Regions from separate parts of the Columba livia genome. Here region 1 is linked to region 2. A link is a contact called in public Hi-C data. All regions are on one chromosome and are shown on one strand. Each heading gives the region's core, a stretch centred on a gene start, on an enhancer-like site or on the middle of the called end of the contact. The rest is flanking DNA. Distances are from core to core; before and after follow the strand shown.

What was found. Hi-C and Micro-C count contacts between places; a contact is called where the count stands out from the background.
Region 1: a contact with region 2 is called in a Hi-C map of crop, with 5 times the contacts expected there. The contact joins the enhancer-like site here to the promoter of RAB4A in region 2. A contact is called at or near these places in 2 of 2 Hi-C or Micro-C datasets (crop and liver).

The regions. Positions count from the first base shown.
Region 1 is chr3:77,199,737-77,207,038 of bColLiv1.pat.W.v2, forward strand. LOC135579082 (a long non-coding RNA gene) reads left to right here. Exons shown (of 2, transcript XR_010471479.1): 2 at 2,035-2,533. Among named protein-coding and RNA genes, the nearest start is that of RHOU, 5.6 kb to the left of the region's middle. Within about 2 kb of position 5,730, at least 1 of the 3 cell types and tissues checked has an H3K27ac peak away from gene starts, as active enhancers do.
Region 2 is chr3:76,975,957-76,982,547 of bColLiv1.pat.W.v2, forward strand. RAB4A (RAB4A, member RAS oncogene family) reads right to left here and starts at 4,452. Exons shown (of 8, transcript XM_065057748.1): 1 at 4,208-4,452. The coding sequence starts at 4,238.

The DNA of each region.
Region 1 (7,302 bases), core at 4,480-6,979, 230 kb after region 2:
ATCTTGAGCACCAGTGCTGTTTCAATGATGAACCACATAGCTCGGTGTAGAGATGACAGAGGTGACAAATCACATTCCTGATCAAAATCGGGTACCAGTTCCAGTACCAAAAATTGTTATGGGTCCTTCTTTTCCTTCAACTGGGCCAAGAGGAAAATGGGTGAATTGCACAGCAACTTGTGTCCCTTCTGAATTGAAAACAAATTGCTTCAGTGAAACTTTGAAGGTAGTCAGGATCCGCACAAGACAAGGAATAACTTCTTCAGTCATTTCTAAAGAACTGCATAGAGCATGGAGACTAAATGCTGTTGTTATATGTCTGGTGCATTTGCTCCCTACTGCTCTGTGCGGGGGGCAGAGCCCCATTTGCAGTCCAGTGTCTCATTTTTAGTCTGCATGGTTCTGAGTGTATACATAGCTGCATCTCTGCACAAGAAAAGGCAATGCTAATAAAAGGCACATAGAGTGGGAAAAGGTATAGATTTTAAGACTCTAGTTCCCTGTGAGAGTTTAATCTTCAGGCTCTGAGAAGCACCTGAGAAAGTTGTTTCCCACACACGATCTTTGCCAGAAAGGCTTGTTGTACCTGAGGAGCAGAGCTATCAAGGGGAGTCTCCATCATCATGCTCAGATGCTTGTTACCTTTCTCCTGCCAGAGTCCAGCAGGCAGTAGTTCTCCATTTCTAGAAATCCAGAGGAACTTTCAACCTGGGAGAACAAGAAATGGAAGAAAAGTCAATAGACCAGATCTGGTTCATACTACATTTTTGCAAGGAAAGAAATGAAAGGAGAACCATAATTAAAATTTAACTATATTTTACTCTCAGCAGCATCCCATAAATGGTGTATCTTGTTAGTACTGTGGAATGGCACGTGATGCTGGAAATCAACATGTGGTAAATACACTGACAGTAAATAAGCTGATAGTAAATATGGTAAATACCATATGCTGGTCAGCTTTGGCTGTCATGGGCAGTGTGTCATGGCATGCTGAAGCCATGACAGCAGATGAATTTCAGTCCATTTTGAACAGTGTGCCAGCTGAAGGTGAGCAGACATACAGTGATCACTGACACCAGGATGGAATATGACCCAGCTGAGGACACAAGGATGCCTGAGCAATGTCACCTCTTATCTGCAGTGACAAATAGAAAATCTGTGGCCTGTATCAGTGTTGTGATGGGAACTCATTTAAGAGGAAAGATGCACAACCACAAGAAAAACTGTAGGTGGGAGATGAGAGGGTGGGCAATGTGCACTGGGTGACAATCCGTTTGAATGGTGTCAAAAGATGATGTGAGAAAGCTCTTCATACAAATGCAGCAAGCAAAAAAATGCAACATGCACATTTTTAAACACCTTCAGTAGACAAATACAGTCAATGCATTGAGCTAAGTAGGCTCCAGTGAGATAGCTATAACAGTCCGCATTGTTTCTGTGCTTGGGGAGGGGGGCGTGAGTGGATTCAGTGCGGCATGGTTGCCCTATACTGTAATGTACCCTACCAAATACAGTAGCCTTTTGTGTAAGAGGATGAGCTAACCAGTTGTTTTGCAGAGGGGGGGCGGCCCGTTTGCACCACAGCAGCAAGTCAGAGCAGCTCCTGGGCAGCCGTGCTGAGGGTGTGCTGATGAAGGGATGCTGTGACAGATAGCTGTTGTCTCCAAAGCTTTCAGCCTCAGCCCTATCACATGCACACATCTTACAGGTTTGAACCCAATTGTTTTCAGAGCTCTGAGCTGGGAGATAAAGAGGCTTAACTCCACATAGGTCAACAGGGTGGCAGTTGTCTGTCTCACTGCTGAATTTGGTCTATTATCAGCCAGTTCACAGAAAAGTTCTTGCTCTATCTTACTTGCTCACGTTAGTCAAATATTATTCTTTGAGAAAAATTACAGTGAGAGGAAATTATTTTATCTAGACATGAAGTAGGTCATTGTTATATCCTGGCTTATCATTTTCCCTGCAATATAAAAAAAAAATGAACTGAATGCTGGCCTTGTAGAATGAAAGCTTGCTTTTTTTTTCTTGTAGAAACTTGAAAAGCCTGACACGGGGAGAGGCAAGGGAGTGAGGCAACGCGCTCTGAGCATGACGTGATGCACTGCTGCTTGTTCAAGGGAAGAGTACAGCCTGCTCTGCAGGGCTGTCACCAAGACCCTGTTCTTTGTTGAGAAGAGCAATCCCAAGGTCTGGAAAAAAACCATCTGTGATGCACCCCTTCATTTTCCAAAGAGCACGATCATAGTGACACAGCTAAGCTGGCTGGTGGCAGGGGAGGTGGGAAGAAAGGGGAAATATGAGGGAACAAAGAAAGGGCAACAACCCGGGAAAGAAAAGGCAGCCTGTATGAACGATGGCTCCGACGCCAGAGGAGTGCTTTTGAAGCTGTGCTTTGAGAACTAGAAGGGAAAAGGGCTATAGAAATACCAGATATTCCTGCTTTTATTAGATATTTGATTTGTAATTTAAAATATTTATTTATTTATTTATTTATTTCCAGGTATTTTTAAAGAACATTTTCATCACACAAGATTTCAATCTCAGAGAAGTTTTCACTACCTGGGGAAAGGGATCAGTTAGCAGCACACATTATTAACACAATAAACTCTCACCGCCCCACCAGATAAGTTCCAGTTGAGAAGAAGCTACCAAATACTCACAGGCAAATAGGATTGTTGAGTTAAAACTAAAAAAAAAAAAAAAAGAAAAAAGGTACAATTGCTTCAAGCCTCCCAAATTCCTAGTTAATTCAGAAAACAAATTAACCCTAACCTGCAGTGTCTCTGCAGGGGAACCACAGTGGGAGGTGAGCCCTTTATCTTGCTTTCAAAATACTTTTCAGCTGGTCTGGGGTCACAGCTGCTGAAAAGTGCTGCATGTCATGTATTTTGTGTGACTGTCACCAATTTGCCTGCTTGTCCTGTAAGCCCCTCACTGCCCTTGGGCTGCCCCACGCCCCTCTGGGTGCACCGGAGGTGGGAGCTCTGCTCAGGACAGGCCACTCTTTCCAGGGCTCTCCCTGCTGGGTCTGAGCAGGAACCAGACAGTGGCCACAGCAGTTCACTTGTGCACTGGTGGGGACACACTGGCTAAGATCTAGGTGATGGCAGATAAATGTCTCTGTAAGAAAAATAACAAAGATACCTGTTTGCCAAGCATTTGAAGGAACTGCCCCTGCCCTGCTGCATACCACATTTCAAACCGGTCCCGGGAGCCCCAGTTTACAGACGGAATCTGGAAAGAGGGAGGCAAACCCAAGGACTAAGCTGGAGGAGGAGAAAGCATGCTTGAGTGGTGTACTTGCACATTGGTGAGGATGGTGAGGGTGGCAGAGGAGAGAGCTGAGCAGAGAAACAACAGCTCAGTTTAGAAACACGTCTCCAAGGAGCCAGAAGCAGAAGAGCTAGCACTCAAAACAGAAATGGTGTCTGCAGCACAGATGCTCTTTGCCACATTGCCTGTCAGCCCCTATGTGAATCCCCTTATTAGATTTTCCTTAGCTGCCACAACACCACCAGTTCCCCAGGTGGACTGCCAAAACAGCCGTCAAAACCCCAGTCCAGCACTCTCCTGATCTCCAGGGGCTCTTTCAGCAGCTGGGAAAAACTTTCCTTTCTACTACACATCCCCCTGCCCATCAGGACAGACCTGTGGGTAACTTTTCTACCACAGCCTTCCTGACATTTTAGCAGTCCCAGGAAGAAACCCTGCTGGCTGCCTCTGCCGGTTCCTGCTCCTTCCCTAGTCTCATTCCTTCCGTGAGCACTCTCTTCACCCCTCACCCATGCTTGAGCTGAGGTGACCTGCATTTACAAGCATCTTCATGTGACCCCGCAAGTACATCTCCGTGGCCTTCATGCCCAAGCCTAGACTGCAATCTACCATTTCTGTGTACAATCCTACCCTAGTCTTCAGTGTCATAATCCATATTCCTGAAGTTGCCTGTATCTGAGAGGTATTTTCTGCACAGCAGACATAATCTTTTCTACACAAGCCAAAAGACCTTTATTGTTTTTTCTCTCAGGGTTATGCCAGGCTTCTGCTTTGTTTTCATGCTGGTTAGACACCCAGAGTCTTTTTGAATGGGGATGAAACCCCACAGTCTGTGTGCACCAAAACTCATCACCCCCCTCCCTGCACCCCATCTGCACACTGTACCCAAACCCCTCATTTTGCCAGAGTGTCAGGCCTCAGGGCTGCTTCAAAGGGGAGACAAGTTCCAGAGCAGCCTGCCAGTCCTGGTGTTTCCTCCCCAAAATGTCCATCCTGGTGGCACAGCAGATGAAGGAGCCTGATCTCCCATGCCTGCAGAGGGAGAGCTGGGAGGTGCTGGGGAGACTCCAGCTGCACAATGGGAACTGCAGAGCTTTTGTCTGGATCAGGGAGTCCTCAAAGGCCAGACCTAAAAATGCTGACACTTCTACTTATTTATAAAGTGAATGCAAGGATACCTCTTTGCATTCTGGATGTGGGGTTGCATTGAAGAATAAGGTCCTGGTTTGAAAATGATTTGTGACAGAGGATAATGTGATCAGACCTGGCTGGAGGACTGGGAAGAGGCAGTGAGAGCCCAGGCTGATGGGGCAGAGCAGAGAGTGCAGAGGAAGACAGTCAGCAGTGATGCAGGTGGAAGGAGAATGGTTTTGCATGTCTTAAACCCAAATGCAAACATTGCAAGAGGAAAGAGAATGCAAGGGAGTGGATAGTCCGTGTCTCCCCTAGGCATAGAAAACCAGGACCCTAAATACCTTCATAGCTCTGAGCAGTATCTTATGCTGCTTGTAAAATATGCCCAGATTGGTCTGAAATGGTCACTAACCAAGGTGAACAGAGATCACTACTCCCTGGAGAACTTCACCGCCTCCCCACTGATGTGGGATGTCCCCAGGGGAACATCTCACTGAACCATACACGTCCTTGCATGAGCCCACATTCCATGGGGAGTGAGACCAGCTTCCTAATGGGGGACTTAACTTTTGTCAGTTGTGCCAGGAGGTGAGTGTGGCAGAGAGATCCATCTGCTCTACAGAGACTCTCTAGTGGTCGCTTCTGCACCTACCCTTCCCAGTGAAGCTTTCTCCAGCCCATGGATCTGTGCTAACGTGCCTCTGTGGACAGTTTGGCCCACACATTTTTAGTTGGTTACTTTTGAAGTCTGGAAAACAATGATTGGTCCTAGTGTTATCTCTTTTGGAGCTGGCCACTTCCTCTTGGTGTCAAACTTGGAAGAATCCCATGGCCGCTGCCAAAAAGACTTTTCCGCATTTAAAGAAATTTTCTGAAAGTAGTTGCTAGGATCCTCTTGGTGGGCATTTAAAGGCTTGGAACAAGACAGTGCAAGTGTCAGTTTTATTGAAAGTGAACAGGCTGTTCTTCCCTGATAGCTGCCCAACTTCTAGGGCACGCATCGCAAGACAGCATCCACAGCTGGCTCGGGGGCAGTTTAGCAGAGGTAGAAAAGCCACAGCTTTTTCAGTGCTGTGTGGTGACACACAAACAGGAACACAAAGGCCGTGATTTCCTTGGTACAGAGCAAACCCCACCGTCCAAATCTGCACTGTCCTTGCTCAGGCGTTTGTATGTGGGGGCCCTCAGGTGCCTCCCTGATCCCCGGTTTAGCCAAGCCAGCTTAGTGCTGAGTCCAGCCCACCTCCCTGGCGCTGGCAGCTGCAGCTGGAGAGGAGCAGGTACTCCTCAGCACACTGTGCCTCACCCCACCAGAAACCTGCTTTGGAAAAGCAACTGTAAACAGGTTTGGGATACCAGAAAGCAGACACCCAGACATTCCATTTCTCTTCTTTTTCAGGCAAGGTATGAAAACTCTCAGTTCCCCGGTTTCCAGGCCAGAACTTTTCAAACATAATAGGTAAATATAATCAGACGTAGCAACCAGCCACAATGTAACTTATTTTTTCTCTTTCAAGCCTGGTGTCTCTACCTGTGAGTCCCTCACTAACTATTCTGTTAGCAGCCAGAGTGTCGCCTGGCCAGCGTACAAGGCCAGACTCAGGAAATTGCCATTATAGTCCCAGCTTTCCTGCTCACAAACCTCCCTCTGCCTGAGGATTTAGTTGTAATTAGAAAGAGTTTTCCAGTACAGTGCTAACCAACACAGCTCTACAAGGCAAACCCTTCCAGGGTGGTTTATTTTTACGAGCCAGCCTAGTTTAAAACAGTTTTCTGAAGAGAATGAGATTCAAAGGACTCTTTTGCTGCATAACTTTGCCAAACTAGTGTCCTCTATTAGGTGGGGAGGAACAAGCTAGAATTCATGTGCCTAAAAGCATAGCTCTGCAGAAAAACTTCTGTAGAGTGAAAATTGAGCCTCAGTTTATCAGTAGATGAGAAAATACTTCTTAAAATGTCTTGAAGTCCTCAGATTAAAGATGTGAACAAGGGAAAATCATCACTGGTAGGCCTCCCCCTGCTCCAACAATTAAGAAGAGAGGTGTTCACAGAGAGGTGACCTAGGGGCCTTGAGCACCAGCCTCGGTTAGCTGTAAATACAAACCACTAAAAGGCACCGGTGCTTTCCCACTGAAGTAAAGGCATTGGGAGAAGCAGATTAATAGATTGCCAGCTGTGTCGGCATGATAAGCCAAGCAAGGACCAGGGCACTTTCAGTCAAAAATGGATTGAGACCTCAGCAGGGACACATGGTAAATCAGCCAGAAGCCTCACATAGAACACCCAGCAAGGCAGAGCAGGCAAACATTTCTTATCTTTGTTTTACGTCAATAGAAATGGCATTCTAAAAGAGGTAGCAAAGTATTTGCTAGAGAGGAGGGAAAAGTCCACAAGCTTTTTTGGCTGTACGTGTGTGTTTTAAAGTGCTACTGTTTTCCTCAGAAACTTGTCATTGAAAACAAACAGACAAAATTCACCCAACAAGTTCTTCCAGAAGGCTGCTAGGATGCTTGTTTTGGTGGGTTTAGCTGGGCTGTGCTGGCAGGGATGCTGCCTGCCACTGCCGTCGTGTTCCAAAGGCAGCTGGGAAAGTACAGCCTCTTAAACCAGCCCAAAATACAGCTGCTATTATTACCCCATGTACTCTGTTTTGCCGTTAAATGGGACCCAGGGAAGAGGCAGCCCCAGAAATCTGGGGCTCTCTGCAAGGCGATGCTTTCCGCAGCCATCTTCCCACTTCCCACAGCTCCTGCTTCTCCAGCAGCCTGGCCCGATTACCTCCATCAGCTGTTGCTTTTCTTTCTGGTTTTATTCTTTCATTTAAAACTAATGAACAGAAGAGTGAACGAGGCCAAGATTTCTTCTTATTTCTTTTCTTCCTACCAGAGGTGG
Region 2 (6,591 bases), core at 3,202-5,701:
TTGCCTGCAGCAGATAGAATAATTGAACAGCTTCTGAGCTACTGCAGCATAGTCTTTAAAATGTAATGAGAATTGTTTCTTATATGCTTGCTAATACAAAACAGGAAAAAAGTGCCCAAATTATACCCTCAATCTCAGTTTGGTCTTCTTCCAACTCCTTGATAAAGAATGGAACTTACATGCACTAATGCTGACACTTTGGAAAGTCTCTCATTCATGCCATGAAAAAAGAGTTTTCTGGTGGGTAGATCTATTACAGTCTTCTATTAGAGAAGACTAATTTTTCTATTAGATCCATTATAGCCTTCTATTTTGCAGAAGCCTGCATAAGGAAAGAGTGTTCTGAAGCATTCCTACTGGCATATGCTGCCTCTGACTGAGAGCAAAGAGGAGCTGCTCCCCCTGTCTACTCCTGTCTCTAGCAATGCATTAACAAGATAAACAGGTCGAAGAGATAAACGTTGATACTTGAAAGAGGGAAGATCTGTTTCCTTACAAGCAAAAGAGCTATGGTCTCAAAGCAATAAAATCAGATTTGAAATAAACTGAAATCCAAGGTGATAAATGCAGAGATAGGTGGTAGGGATGGGGAGAAAAGAATGAGTCAGATTGTCCAGACCAAAAAGGAATATTTTTAAATGGACAGGAAGACTATACATTCTCTGACGATGACAGAGATTGATAAAATTATGTGGCCAGACACTGGTGGAGAAAATAGTGGGAAGTAAGGACTGAAGAAATTTGACTGGAATTTTATATATCACATTTACTCAAAGATAGTACAGCTTTTCTTCTGTCCTTCTACCATTTCAAATCACAAAGTTGTTTTGCATTTACCTATTAAGGGTTAACTATTTTTATTTCAGTTTATATTTACCATAACACAAAACCACTTACATTTTGCATTGGGAAACAGGAGAAAGCGTGCACTTGTTTTTACATGGAAACTACCTACAGAGGTCACCGCATCTCAGAAAACTCAAGTTAAAATAATTTTCCTATGAATAAGAGATTTGTTTCCTACGTTACAAGATAAACTTCTTAAAGAATTACCCTCCTCTCCCAAAAGCAGCAGTAAAATGTTCTTTCTGAACTTAGTCCCACAACACATGGAATTTTCTTGTATTCGTGATTGTTCTGGTTTTGATGCTTTGTAAGTGGAATACATTGATCACATAGGAAAGGAATAAACAGATTAGAAAGCTAAGAACAGAAAATACGCAACTGATGAAACAAATCTACAGGAGAGAGAGTACAGATTGCGAACAATGCATTTAGTGCCAAGACTGTGAGATGCTACAGACTTTGCTTGAAAAGAGGGAAGAGATAAGAATCACAGTAAGGGACAGAAATAGTTGGGAAAACTGGGTGAACAGAAAAGCTTCAAAGCAGATATAATTTGACACAGAGAAAAGAACTCAGGGAGGAAAAAAAAGAAAACAGCAAGAGACATGTAAACTAACTGAGGTGGATAATGAAATATAATAGCCAGAAAGGACAGACCAGAGGAAAGTTTCTTTATTCCTCATGGACTGTGAAAAAATATTGAAAAAAATATCCCCCTTTCAAAGGGAAGAAAAGCAAAATGGAAGTAATATAAACATCAGACAGCAAAATGACATGGGAAAAAACAGACAACCAACCAACCAATCACTTTTATGAGCCTCCCTGAATGGGATGAGAAGCTTGGGGTTACATAATTACAATGGGTCATAACTCAGGTGATGAGAAGAAAAATCCAATCCATGAATAAGCATCCAGAAGGGCAGAAGCTACAGGAATTCCAGCACTGAAGTGATATAGTAACCACTGATCTCAGTCACCAAGGGGAAACTACCCTAATATTTCTGTCATCCTTGATGATCACTGTAACAGCTGGTCAGAAACAGACCACTCTTTGTTTAGGACCGTGAGAACATTAAATCCCAGAGAGTTCATCAAGAGCAGAAGATCCACAATGTTGTCACATCATACTGTATACTTTGAACTGTCAACTGGGCTGCTACGTATGTGACAGGACACCGCAAAATTACATACTGATTACTGTTATGGTCAGAGATGGTACAGTCATTGTTAAATTTTATGTTACAGCTTAGTTTTTATTCTTCTATTTACCCTAAACCTTGACACTGTCAAGTATTCCAGCTTAGGATTTTTTAAGCTTGTGTATGAATAGAACAAACATTGAAACTCAAAGAGAAGTATACCAACCAAGAATTTAACAAACAAAAGGAAGAACCTACAACTGGAAACTTCCAATGTTAATGGCTTCTTTTCTAGGACACCAAAACAATTGCAAACCACCAAGTATTTTGCATCATTGGAACAGTGAAAAAAATGTTCAAGTGTACTTGTCTAAGATACAATCATCTATTTATCTTGCTTACTATTACAGTATCAAAAAAGGAGGATCACTGAAACCCTCTCTGTCAGCTCTGGTTGTCTACCAACCTATTTGCTTAGAGACCACCAATCCCACTATAAGCATGGCCAAAGTGATCCCAGTTCTTGATCACAAGAGTTCAGAGCGTGAAGAATTAGTTCAAACTCAAATTTAGATCTACAAAGCACACCTCTCTGTTTTCTACATGTATGTTTTACATGTTTCAATAAAGTATGGAACAAAGAAGCTGGGTCCTAATATCCTAACATTTGCACTTCAAAGGCTGCTTGCCTCATTTTGTCCCTTAGTTCTGTGCATTTGCTGTACACTGAAGCACCAACTGTTGGGACAAAACATCTTAAGTACTGATGACTAGGGTATTGAAAATAAACTGACTTACATAGCAGACACAATCAGGTTACCCTACTAGTGAGAACTCCCAATGACCCTGGCAGCCCCTCTCACAGTCGGCAGAACTGTTGTGTACAATTTTGCTTAATTATCCAAACTATTCCCTATTATCAAGACTCTGTTTTAAAAGCAAGAGGACGCAAGTTCACCTCTTAAGTCTGAACAGCTACTGAAGATAAAATGTTGCAACAGACAAAGTTAGAAAATGACACGTGAAAGGGTTTATCACAGTATTCAATTCCAGTCCTACTCTTCAACAACTTACCACATGAACTTTGAACATGTGTACATGTATCATGGCATTTTTATAATGCAAAATATTACAGAACTGTATGTTGTGGGAAGGGGAGAAAAAAACAAACTGAATCAAGCAAACACAATTACTTCAAGCCAAGTTATAAGGAAGAGAAATGAGTACTACTGAGACACGTCCCCACCTCCTCCACCTAGCCAGCAATACTAGCCCTGCTCACTTTTTCGACTCCTCTTTGATGCTTCCCTGTGAGGCACTGACACACCTCATCAGTGCCTGCACTCTGACTTACTCCTTCAGATGTTTTTCTACCAGTAGTAGTTAGAAATCCATGCCAATATGAACATATTCACTGATCTTTTCCCCTAACTCATTCTCATAGTTACTTTTGATGTTTGCAAACCTAAGACAACAGGATTGAAATCCTAACTTGACCCTCAAAAGAACATAATCTCAAATTAAAGAAACGCACAGCTTCCCCGAGAGAACATGCACTGCAACTCTCCTTCTGAATTCACTTAAGCAGTGTCTAAGTTCCCTCACCTTAGTTCCACTTACATTTCGAGTCAATGCCTCCACACCTCAAAAGACAAGTCTGAATGCCGTCTGTCGTGTCAGCCTGGGCCACAAAGGGAGGGGAACAACCGTGACGACCAATAATAAGACAAGGGGCAATGGGTACAAACTGGAACACAGGAGGTTCCACTTAAATAAGAGAGGAAATTTCTTCTCAGTGAGGGTGACAGAGCACTGGACCAGGCTCTGTCCAGGGGGGTTGTGGAGTCTCCTTCTCTGGAGACATTCAAAACCCACCTGGACACATTCCTGTGTAACCTCATCTGGGTGTTCCTGCTCCGGCAGGGGGATTGGACTAGATGATCTTTCGAAGTCCCTTCCAACCCCTAACACTCTGTGATTCTGTAGAAGGGCTCTGCGGTGCTCACAGGAACGGGCAAAACCGGCCACGCACGCACCCCGGGGCACAGACACCGCCAGGCCCGCACAGCCGCCCCGCCCGCACCTGCGCTCCCCGCGCCGCCGTTTCCCTCAGCAACGGCCGTTACCCGGCTCCTCAGGAGATGCCTGCCCGGGCCTGGCCTTGCTCTCCCGGAGGGGAGGAAGAAGAGGAGGGTTCCCCCCGCCCCGCCTCCGGGTCCTACCGTAGGTCTCAGACATGGCAGTCTGCGACATTTCAGGAGCGGCGAGCCCCTTCACCTCTTCTGCTCCCCTGCCCGGGGACGGCGCTGACCGGCAGAGCCGAGCGGGCGGGCCGGCAGGAAAGCGGAGCAGCCACGGGCGCCCGGGCCGCCTCAGCGCCGCCGCCAACGGCCGCAGCTGCGCAGGCGCGCCCGCCCGAGCCGCCTCGCCCGCCGCCGGCTGCGCGGTGTGGGGGGGAGAGGCCCCGCCTTCCTCGCGCAGGCGCGGCGGGCTGGCGGCCGGCGGCTCCGCCCCCCCGCGGGGGCCGTCACCAAAACAAGGCGCACGTGCCGTGCCGTGGGGCTGCGGGACCGGCGGGGCGGGGCCAGAGCCCGGCCCACGTGACACCCCGCACTGCCACACGCGCCGGGAGCGGCCGTGTGGGGAAAAACCTCCCTCGTCCAGACGCGCCCCGTGCGGCTCCGGTGTCTGCGCTGGTGGTGCTGGTGTGATGGAGCGGTGTCCCTCCGCTCCGCCTGGGAGACGCAGCAGGTCTAGAATCTGAGCCAATTCCCGCTGGACTTTTCCTGCTAGTGAGCATACAAACATTTTTCTCCCTGGTGCAGAACCTCTTGGTGACAGTTCCTCCTGAAAACTGTACCCCACTGTCCAGCTTTATTTCTAAATTGTCTGCTCCAGATTATTTGAAATAACCGTTCCCCCCACCCTCCAAGTACCAGCATTTCAGCAAAAGGCTGGACCTTTTGCTGTAAGTATCTTTGAGGGAGGTCGCATATGTGAGCTATCAACCAGGATTTTATTTTCAGAGCCCTGACTTCACCATTGCTTTTCATACCTGCAAGATAAACCCCAAGGGAAGTCAGATAAACTGACTAAATAAACTTCCTGAGTACAATAGCACCTCATCCGCGTTATTCTTGATTTGATGTCTTACTAACTTCCCTGTGATCTTGGTTAGTCTGGCCACAAGAGGCACCAGGACTCTACCACAACAGCCTGTCTATCTTTTCCCTCCTCAGACAATACTTCTGTGTGTCCTCCGCGTTCTCCTTTCTGCCAGCCCTTTAAAAAAGTGCTCTTCTGTTATTTCTGGTTTTTTAATCTCGTTGCTCACAACTTCGCATTCTTTCCACTTCCCCAGCATCTCCCAGGCTGTAGGGGAAACTGCATCTGCCTGTCCCAGCCATGTCCTTACCGAGCCTTTTGCTGGTCAAAGGTCAGCTTTTAAGTTCCTGTCTCTAATCAGTGAAAGAAGACACGTTGAGCCAGCACAAAGAACCCCTCAGAGAATCTGCTGATTATTCTTGATGTTATGGATACATATGGACAAAGAAACTTGCTACAGTTTTCAAAGAACCAACTACTTAATGAGTTCATACTATTAACAGTCATTAGAGGTTATATACACAGGTTCCCAAAGTTATCATAGCCCTCATGCACAGACGATATTGAGGTCTAAAATGTCATACATGAGCATTTATCTGGGGTATCTGCTCTTCAGAATGCTGGAGGAAGCTGACGGGTCTTCATGTGAGCTGCACAGATCCCAGCATGTTGCAGATGAGAGCTTTGTGGCTAAAGGGTTTTTCTCTTGAAATGGTGTGTTTTGAGGCTTACGTTGGGCATTAAACAAGTTTGATGTAATGTTGTTTATTTTTTGCTAAAAACAAACAAACAACCCAAAAGCATTAACAGAAAAATCCCTAAGGAAGTAGACAGATTTTACAGATTACTAAAAATATGTCATATTATATCAGTAAGAGAACATGGAGATTTAGATTTTTTCACTGAATAAACATCACTTTACGCTCAGAGACAAATTAGTCTTGTCAGATCTTATTTTTTATTATGTGTATCTTGCAAGATGGGCTTACATACAGGGAGGTTATATTTAATAAATATGTCATTGTACTAATGCCACACTGCTCTGCCTCCAACCACTCTCAGTTTATGTGTACATGCCAGTAAAATACATGAAAACTGTAAAGCTTTCTATAAAACCTATTAGTAATACTGAAGAGGAAGACGGAGGTTTGAAGAATGGTAAAGCAAAGACAGGATAACATGAGAGATGAATAGGATTTGGTGTTTCAGTATTTCTGCTTTGAAGATGAAATTAGAACAAAGAGTAAAACTGAGGAATAATAAAGCTTACACTAGGTTAGAAAATATATAGCTGATACCTCAGTAATTTGAGAATATAGGGTCCTGTATGTTAATAAAAATATTATTTCTGAATAATCAAAAGGTAAACAGCTAGAATATTAGTATGAAGGTGAAAAAAAAAACCCAAAGCGAAATGTTTGATTCATCTTCTGATTTATGGTCTCTGTTGTTTACATCTGCTAGAAACTCCTGGTCCACGTAAAAACAGATATGTCAAATT